Linked DNA regions of Rattus norvegicus: region 1 is linked to region 2. A link is a contact called in public Hi-C data. All regions are on one chromosome and are shown on one strand. Each heading gives the region's core, a stretch centred on a gene start, on an enhancer-like site or on the middle of the called end of the contact. The rest is flanking DNA. Distances are from core to core; before and after follow the strand shown.

What was found. A called contact is a pair of places that touch in the nucleus more often than the background predicts.
Region 1: a Hi-C map of the Rat2 cell line shows a contact between it and region 2, with 2.3 times the contacts expected there. The contact joins two enhancer-like sites.

Annotation. Positions count from the first base shown.
Region 1 is chr17:69,264,535-69,269,655 of GRCr8, reverse strand. No RefSeq gene overlaps it. Among named protein-coding and RNA genes, the nearest start is that of Klf6, 190 kb to the left of the region's middle. Within about 2 kb of position 3,290, at least 11 of the 93 cell types and tissues checked have an H3K27ac peak or open chromatin away from gene starts, as enhancers often do.
Region 2 is chr17:69,114,717-69,119,580 of GRCr8, reverse strand. No RefSeq gene overlaps it. Among named protein-coding and RNA genes, the nearest start is that of Klf6, 340 kb to the left of the region's middle. Within about 2 kb of position 3,235, at least 19 of the 93 cell types and tissues checked have an H3K27ac peak or open chromatin away from gene starts, as enhancers often do.

The DNA.
Region 1 (5,121 bases), core at 2,041-4,540, 150 kb before region 2:
ATTTAAAGAAATTCTAGTATAGATTATCAGAAGATTCCTATGACGGTGGTATCTCCAGGTCCAGATTCTAGGTTTGATCCAAATATGAAGAATTCACAAGGAGGCGTTGTTTCCTGAGGACTGGGATACTTAAGGCTTTGATGGAGCGTGATGTCTTCTTACCCAGAGCTTCAGACTGAGAGATGATCTTTTTAGGTGGGAGGGCAAAGAGAGGAGGAAGATGCCTGAACTCCTTGCAGAGTAAGTGAGACAAATCTCTAAGAAACAAAGCAATGGCAAGCTGGCAAGCAAAGAAAGCCCTCGAGCCTGGCTGATAGGCAGAAGCAGAAGCAGAGAGCAGAGTGCAGAATGAGTTGAGGTGTGGTGGAGAGGAATGGAAATGAGCTGAAGGGGATCTGGACTGTTCTAAAGAGTCTGAGCATTTAGATAGAGTAGAGAGACCACAGAGTGCTTTCAGCTCATGACTAGTGTGAACAGATGTGGGCTTGAATTTGAAAACATCAGTCTGATAAAAAAAAATTATTGATGACAAGAAGACCATGACATAGGAAGACTGAAGCAAACACAGGCAGCATGTCCTGTCTTCTAGGAATGTCACACAGCTCATCCCAACCCTCATTCCCACACTTTCACTAAGGGGGCTATGATTACAACCCTTCTTCCGGGATGGGTGCTAGCATTTGAGTTTTGCCCCTGAAATTTCACGAATGTTTTTCAATCTCAGCCTCTTAGTTGGTGACCTAATCTTTTTTCAACCTATCAAGGGTCCTGAAGGGAATAGACATTCCATCTGTCAGAATTTCCTCAGGTTCTGTAGTTTGCCATAAGGTAACAGCAAATTGGTGACTCCTAGGCACACAGAAATGTTAGATAAATAGAGAACTATGTGTGCACGCATGAATGGGGGTGGGGGGGCATCGTATGTGTTTTAGTGTCATGGCTTTAGGCCAAACACATGGAGTCACCAACTACAGACCACTACCCACCCCCAGCAACACAATGATCCCCAATCCTATCTTAAGCTTTTTTTCTCAGTGATGCAGAAGTCACAAATGCAGTGTTTTGTATTTATACTTGTGAAATCCAGATGACTCCGCATGCTACCTTAGTTTCTTCTGTGTTTTCAAATAGGCTACATAGATTCCTACCTGCATGGGCGTGTATGTGTATCCTGTTCTTAATATTACACAGATATACATCTTGTATTCAATGCATGCCATTTCACACTGTTTTGAGTTAAAAGGCAGTTGGGGTTTTGCTCTGACTGTATTCTTACTACGTGACAGAATCTTTTGTTAATTTTTTATTGATTTTTTTTTGGGAATTTCATATCAGGCACGCCAATCCCACTCATCTCCCAGTTCCCGCATATCTGCCCTGGCCCTTACAGCCTTCCCCCAAAAGAAAACAAAACAAAACCAAAAATTAAAAATAAATAAATAAATAAATAAATGAATGAATAAATAAATAAATAAATAAATAAAACTGGCAACAGGTCTTCAGAAGATACAGCATGTTCTCTTTTCTCTCCGGACGTGACTTCACAGCTCATTCAAACTCTTACTGCAGGGGAAATTAATCGAGGGTTCCTCTTTATGGCAACATGAGCACCCATCCCCGGTTGCCCGCAGCTGTGCGGCCAGCTCCGATCTAACACAATTCAGTCTTCTCCAGGAGTAAGGAATATACGTTACTATCTTCTGCTTCAGGAAAATTCTCTGGGGAGGCCTTTCAGAGTGTCAGCATGTTTGCTCCTAAATGTCATAGATGTTGCATTTGTTCAGTTCCGGGGTGTGTTTTATTTGAAATAAATACTCTCATTGACAGCCTGCGAAACTCCCTCCTTTGTTCTAACAGGTAGCAAGCCGGACCCCCAGGCCTGCTTTCAAAGGTCAGCTGGAGGCGGAACTGGGCATCCATGTTAATCTGCACATGGGTTTTACACGCTGAGGCCGATGGCTTGGACCTCCTGGGCTGTTTCATTGTTCTCAAGAAATAATGGGCTGCAGAAACTTTACTGCTAAGAAAATAGAATGATCAGTAGCTTAATTGAGCTGAACATAAACGGCCCTATTTAAATCTCTTAAAATCTGCAGAGGAAACAAATCTCTCCCCTGTTGAATGTTAAATAAAAATAAATTGTTAGCAAATTTCTCTACGTTCATTGAGCCTCTTCGCCCATGCCACTAAAATCGGGGGACACTGGAGCCTTGGCATCATTATTATTTTAAAAGCCTCTGTGAGCAAGGTGCATGGTGTAAAAGTCAGAGTAGCTTTTCTGGGAAATAAAGGATAAATTTCAGTGCTAAGAAAATTGGAAAAGTCCCGAAATACTGACAAATTCAGATTGCTCAGCAGAAATTACCTAATGTAACTGGATGTTTTTTTTTTTTTTTACAGTTACACTTCATGAATCTAGCATTTCACAAGCACAGATTTCTGTTACCTTCCTTAACTATACATTTCAAGCTGCCAAAGTCAAATGAGATAAGCCAACATTTTTTTTATTAATTTAGCTCTTTATTCTACCCTAAGTGAGGATCTCCATTTGTTCCCATAATACTCTTTTCACAAGCCTATTTTATAATCTAGCCTTTCATTATATATTTTTAAATTATATGTGTAAGTGGGGTGGTAGGCACATGCAAATGCTGTGACCAAGGGACACAGATGAAGGCATCAGATTGCTCTGGAGCTAGGCTTACAGAAAGGTAGATCGGAAGCCACCTGACAGGGGTGCTGAGAAAAAAAACTAAGAGCCTTTTCAAGAACAGTATTCATTCTTAACTGAAACCTCTGAATAGTCCTTCTAGATCCAGTGTCCCAGTCTCTCTCCCTCCCTCCCTCCCTCCCTCCCTTCCTTCCTTCCTTCCTTCCTTCCTTCCTTCCTTCCTTCCTTCCTTCCTTCCCTTCTTTTCTTTTAAGATAGAGTTTCACTGTGTAGCACAGACTGACCACGAACCTTCCCGGTCTCCGTACAATTGAGAGCCCCACACCAAGAGTATTAGTATTATTAAACCAAGATGTTTCAATATGACTTTCTTTTCCCAGTGAGCTTAAAACAATTAGTAGAAACTTATAGATGAGTCAAGTACCAAGTAATACTGAACCACTCAGAGGACTACCGAGTTTGACTTCAAGAAAATATAACTTCTCTGATCGCTACATGCAATGTTTAGATTCTTCTGTGATTCATTTAAATGGCTTCTCCCTGGATGGCCAGAGAGCTGGTTTGAGAATTAGTCTCTCAGTTCATTTCCCAAGGGGATCTTCCCTCGAGCTGAACTTTTACAGATTTCAAGAACTCGGGCAGCCCTTGCCCTGTCTACTTTAGGCAGATCGACTTACGCAGCTTTGAGCTTGGCCAAGGTACTTGTTTGTTTCTTTGATGGTGATCAGATATTTACATCTTACAGACTGGGAGGCTGGGAAACCCACAGTCAAGAAGCTCCTATCTGCTGGATGTCTCCTCACTGGGTCCCATGGCATGAGGTGGATGAGCAGAGCCATCCATGTGATATGTGAGGGAGAGAGCATGGCAGTTCCTCCATCCCATCCCGCCTTCTTGTGCCAGTCAGCAATTGGCACTGACACTTCTGTGATCTTTCACACCATGCCATGATCTACACTTGGAAACCTTCCTTGTGACAAACCCATCTCTCCATTCCTCAGAAACACGTCATTTTTTACCCTTGGCCCCTACAGGCAGTTCCTATTAGGAATTTCCCCAGAACTTGTGGACTGAAAAGGAGCAACGGAATGATTTAAGGTAGACCATTTATTGATGTTTCCCTCATCTTCACTTCATCAAACAAAATGGCGAGTCACAATTAATTCTTCTCTTCAGAGTAAATGTTGTTGCCTTAATTGGGTAATGCCATGTTATTACTGTAGATTCAATATTTTACCTTTCTATGCATATAGAACCCACATAAAATAGTATATTGCTGCAAAATATCATCTTTCTATGAAACACAGGATATGAAGCATGCTTTCAATGTATTCTTTATGGATCCTCTCAGAAGCAAATTTCCTGCTTAGAGAGTTATATGGTTTCTTGTAACCTTTTCCCTGGTGATTCTATTTATAGTCTACAAATTTTGCCCAGCTTAGGTCAAGAACTATGTCAAACATTCAAACAATGTCACAGTGCTGAATTCCTGAACACGGCCCATCTCTTGGGCTTTGCTTTCATAACCGTCCTGTCCTCATGAACTGGAGGCTTGTGCTTCTATTTTGAACCAATCTGTTAGACTCATTAGCATTCCTGTTTGCTTGTCCTACATAGCAGGAGCCCTTTCCCTCTGTAGGTGTGAGAGCAAGAGCGGCGGAAAATATTCAAATTATATTGGTGACCTTGTTAACAAGGAACTTGTGAGCCCATTTACCTCTTTTGGGTCTATAATTTATAAGAAAAATATAGTTTGGCCACAGTGCTATTATTTTTATTAGGCAGATCATTTTGTCTCATTCCAATTATGATAATAAGGAAAAAGCATTTTACCATCTCATTATGAACCATAGAATCCAAGCAATAACTTAAAGAAAACAGTTCACGGTGACAATGGCAGTAATGGTTTTTGTTTTCTGGAGAAAACAAGGATAGAAAGGTGGTTCCTTTTTCCCTGTCATGGTCCAGGGCGCCCTAACCTTGGTGACCCTAACACTTCTGTGCTCCACTCTATGAACCTAAGTAATGAGCTCTCTGATTTATCTGGATAACTTGGACTATATTAACATATTTTGCTTAGATGTAACTGAACTTGTCCCATTCGGGTTCAAATTTTTGTATCAGTGTCATCCTTTGTTTAAATATCCTCATTTACTGAGCATCTACAGTGTGCCAGGTATGACACAAGGTTTGGAGCTTATGCATCTATTTACATATCAAGTACATGCAGTGTGCTCCCTGAAATATCTGTACAGGCACAGAGAGTGAAAGGTAAGGACTTCCTCTTGGGATTTTTGCTACTCTATCTAACTCCAGGCTCCTCCCTTTCAAAGCATCATAAGCAAGACTCAATGGAAACCAACTCTATCCTGGGAGAGATTGGTTAATATTAACCTCATCCCACCAATCTCTCCCTTACCTCTATCACTTCTGTTTTGCCTTCTGAAAAT
Region 2 (4,864 bases), core at 1,986-4,485:
AAAGTTTCCTAACCATGACAGTTTTCACAGTAAATGTGCTCTTTTTACATATACCATTTAAATTCCTCTTTCCTGTTGAGATCACAGTGCCACCTTCTAACACAATTTTAAGAATCATCTTCTTCAGTTTCTCATTTCTTCTATCATCTTGGCGCCCTAAACTTATACTCAGCCTAAACCTCCTCCCACATGCAAGAACTGAATGAAGAAGAGAGTCAAAAGGGACAGCATTGTTCTCAGTCAGCTATCCATCAAGCAAAAACAAAAGGAGATGCACACACATTCATACTTGAGCTTCCTAACGTGAATCGATAAGAGACCAATGCCGTGAGGAGAAAGGAGCCAGGTAAGGAAAGTCAGCTGTGGTGGTGACTCCATAAACGCACTAGTGAATGTGACAAAGACAGAGAACACGGAGACTCCTCAGCTAGAAGACTCCACATTTGAATATCGTGGGAAGGGCTCTGCCAGGGAGATGTTTAAAATTCAGTATGGCATTTTAATTAAATTACAACTCTGAATTAGACATAAATCAACTTAGACCCACTTTGGCTTCATTTTTAGCACAAAGAGCCTATCATCTTTTAACATTTCATTCAAAGCTAATTAAATATGGATTTATGACTCCGGGTACCTGGAAATACTGGGGAACATTCAGAACTTGCTGACCCACTGGGAAGGTAACTATTTTGAGGATCCTAACTGAATGTCAAATATTTGCTGTAGCATGCTGCTTCACGGAGCTAAATGTGTTTGCTGGGTGTGTAAACACATCTCATAAAACGCTCATTGTTTCTCTCTACCCCTGGTAACAGTGTAAAGTCACTACAAACTGAAAGTCTCTGTTTGCCGCCAACACGATTTCAACACAATGACTCCGGTTCTCCCACTTTGCAACCCTTGGCATTCCTGCTCCTTGAAATAGGAGAGCATGGTCATCGCCTCTTTAAGCAGACTTTTTTATGTTCCCATTCTGTCCCCAGCAGAACTGTGCTAAAAGGGATTTTCAGTTCTGAGTATAGGTTAGTAAATCCAACCGGGCTGGGTTTTTTCGAATGCTTGGTAATCCAAAGTCAAGGTTTGTCTCCACTCCCGGATCAGAAAGAAGAAATGAATCCGGTAAAGATGTTGTTACCGCCCTGTTGAAGACAAGCCATGTGGACTTACAGAAAAATGCTGCACGATGCTTGCTTGTAAGCCCAGCACAAACGAGGTTGAGGCAGGAGGATCCTGATTCGAGATCAGCTTAGTCTACACAATGAAATGTGTCTTAACAAAATGGCTAGAAAGGGGAAGAGGAAAGGTAGGCAGGAAAGACAAAGAGGAAATGGGAAGCAGGAAAGGGGGAAGGAAAGGGAAAATGTTCTCCTGGAAACACAGCTCTAGGGATACAAAAAGAAAAGTACTCTTCTGAACAGCAGCCACGGCTGGACAGAAATGCAGGGAGCCGTATTTAACTAAGAGCACTGCTGTGTATCTTGGGAGAAAATAGTAGTTTGATGCGCTCAAAGAAAGATCTACCTTGAAATAGACAGCCTGAGCAAACTTTCTACCTTCCTTGAGTCCCTCTACACTCTGAGACACTATAGGATGTTCACAAACAAAACATTTATAGACTTTTATACATGACTAAAAATGTAATTTCAAACATTTTTCATTGGAGCAGAAGGACTTTCACTCCGGGACTCTTGTGAGGAGAAGGCAGGGCGGCATGAGACTTCAGATATAGTACAAGTAACAGCAAAGGGACATGAGACATTTGGATGAAACCTGGACTAGCATCAGGGAAAGGACTTTCATAGAACAGCCCCTGCTTCAGTCAATCAGAAACATCTTAGAGCAGTGACAGGTGGCCTTGAACTTGGCACTCAAAAACAAGACCGTTGAAATGCTGTGCCAATCACCCTCTGGTTTTGGCTTCACGCTTACACAACTCAGATTCCAAAAATATTTGTTTTGCTTCCTAGTTAAAAATAAATAAATAAAATTCCCTTTTAGAACTCAGTGCATAGCTTGCCCTAGAAAAAAAAATACCATCATATGGTCTGCAATCTGTTGCTAGGGACTGAAGTCTCTCCACTTAGTATGGGACTCTGAAGCCTGTTTCTGAGTCTTTACTCCCAAAAATGAGGGTCATCAAATGAACCTCTCTCACCAGGACCAGGAGTTGCCGGACTTTAATCCCAGATACCTGGGAGGCTGAGGTAGAAGAACTGTGAATCCAAGATTTGCCCACACTACAGAGTGAGTTCAATGCCATGCTGGGCAAATCAGTGAGACACTGTCTCAAAATAAAAAAGCATCAATAAGGTTTAGTACTCACCTAGCATGTTTAAGGCTCTAATTTCAATCCCCAGTGTTTCAAATACATAAATGTAAATAAGTACAAGTATATGCAGTAGAAAAGCTTTTCTACATGGTTGAGATGCAGTCACACCGGCGGCAGAAACCTTGGCATAGCTTTTCAACCTCTCTGACTGAGACGAAGCACACGCTGGAAACCAGGCTGCTGCTCCTGTAGCCAGTGTGAAACAACTCAAGCCATCTTAAATTCTAGTCCTCTGAGCTTCTTTATTGTTAAAAACTTGGAAGCTAACGTCAAGTCAACCCACCCCACCCCCAACAATCCCCAGGGAGGATTTCCTACATGTCTGCGTTGACCTATTGGCAAATAGAAACCCAGTATAGGGGCAAAAGGAGAGGCTTGGCCACATGTATTTCGAAAGGTATGATCTCCAGCCATGCTATGAAAACATCAACATTGCCTCCCCCACCCCCGGAAGCTGGGGAGGAAATAAGTTCTTCAGCTCACTGCTATAAGCAAAACATTAGGGGTTCCTCACCTCTGTCTACGGCATGGCAAATTCCTCAAATATCCCCTCAGATTGTGTGAACCCCTACACTTCCAGAGAATTAGAGGAGGGCTGGAGCCAAACCAAAGCAGTGTTGTCCAGCTGAGCGCCACCCTGTAGGGACCATTAGTTTCCAAAACGAAGGCAGAGGATGCATTGAGGAGGAAGGCCTCCATCAACACTCTCCCTGCTTTCCTCAGTGGGAAAAGTTAGTTCAAGCTGGACTCTAAAAAAGATTAGAGGAGCCACGGTGGTTTGTCTGCCCGAATTCTCTTCTCGAGCTTTTTTTTTGGCTGTTAGCGATGGCTCAATGAGTCATACAGTTCACAAGCAATTTTCACAAAGGGAAACACCTCTCTACGTGAAATATGATTCTCCTCTGAAGACAGACTGTGTCAAAACAACGGTTGACTCATCACTTGCTGCGAGCCTTCAGTGTTTCCTACTGGAGCCTGCACGGAGGATTGGCTTTTAGCTGTGAGCCCTCTGAAAGGCAAGCCTGTTAAAAATCAACAAGCCAAATCTCCTTGGGCTTCCCTCTCAGTAAACCAATTACTACCTACCCTTTGCGCAGGATTGGGGCACAGGAAGCCTCACCTGATTGGGGTGTTTAGAGAGCAAAGTGCCTAGCTGAGTTTAGAGAGAAGTCAAGAAGAATAGTGGTGGTTGGGTGAGGGAGGTTCGAGGGGGACGGAGGGAGATAGAAGAGAAGGGGCCAGCAGAAGAGGAAAAGGAAAGGGGGGAAAAACAAAAATAGAAAAGGGGAATAAGCTGCTTAAGGAAACGGAACTGCCTTCCTCCATGAGAAGCCATGTTAATAAATAAGCCAATGAAGAAGTAAGTTGTGGAGGCAGAACAAACCTGAAGATGCCTGGGCTTACAAGCCCGCCTAGTCTGCTGTGGTAAATTCCAATCCAAGGAGAGACTGATGAAAACAAGGGAATAGCTGTCAGAGACATTACATCCAAGCGTGTTCTCTGGCTTGCACTCTCACAGACCACATGTGCATACACACACCATGTGCACACCTGCGTACACACAAACCACTGCCATCGCAGAAGAACGAGCCCAGAAAAGAAATTAGAACTGAGGGGCAAAAAAAAAAAAAAAAGAAAGAAAAAGAAAAAGAAAAAGAAAAAGAAAAAGAAAAAAAGGAGAAAGAGGAGGAAGGGAAAAGATGGAAAGGCAGAGGGGAAAAAAGGGCTAGTTTGGCTACCACAAAAATGTGGTAAGGATAAGGTTAAGTCATGGGTGGAGTTTTGTTCTGTGGTTCTGATCCTCAGAAATCATTTTAAGCAATACATTGCTAACTGGTCTTATCTAATATGTAAATGTCAACACCCATCAGTTTGCCTCTTGTCAAACACGCAGAGCAGCAAAAGCATTTGTATTTCTCCTACAGGGTTAAAAAATTCAGGGCTTCCCACTAATCAGCAGTCTTTCCTGGGCAGCCCGGACCATTCACTTTGTCCCAGGACTTATTTGTAACTGAAGCCGAGAGCCTTTTTCTCCAAAGAAAGAAGGATCCTATGCTGAGTGTCAGTCAGATGTGGTCAGGGCTGGTTTGGGTTAGATGATTCAGCTGTTTTGTGTGTATGCGTGTGTTTCTCAAGATGCTTTCTGATACTCCTGACAAAAAAATATCTTGTGTGATCTTGTAACAAATTAAACAAAAAGACAAGCCACGGAGGGCTGACTATTTGAAAAGCCGAAACCACAAAAACCTCAGATTCCTGCTGACCTTCCAGGAGGAAGACCTGGCTGGAACTTCAGTTAAATTGTAACTTTCACGAATTCCAGCTCAGTCCGTTCATTCCTTTTGGGAGCTTAATGAGAACTAGCTGGAGGGAGACCTGGCGGCATTTCTAATTACCCTAAGGTTCATTGTACTAAATATCTTTAAAGGATTTAAGGCAAATGTCCCATCTCGGTGGCCTGTATCCAGAGGCCTCGACTGTGTTCCTCGGGATTCTTTTGACTGCCTCAGTTATCAATTAATTAAAGGATGGAAG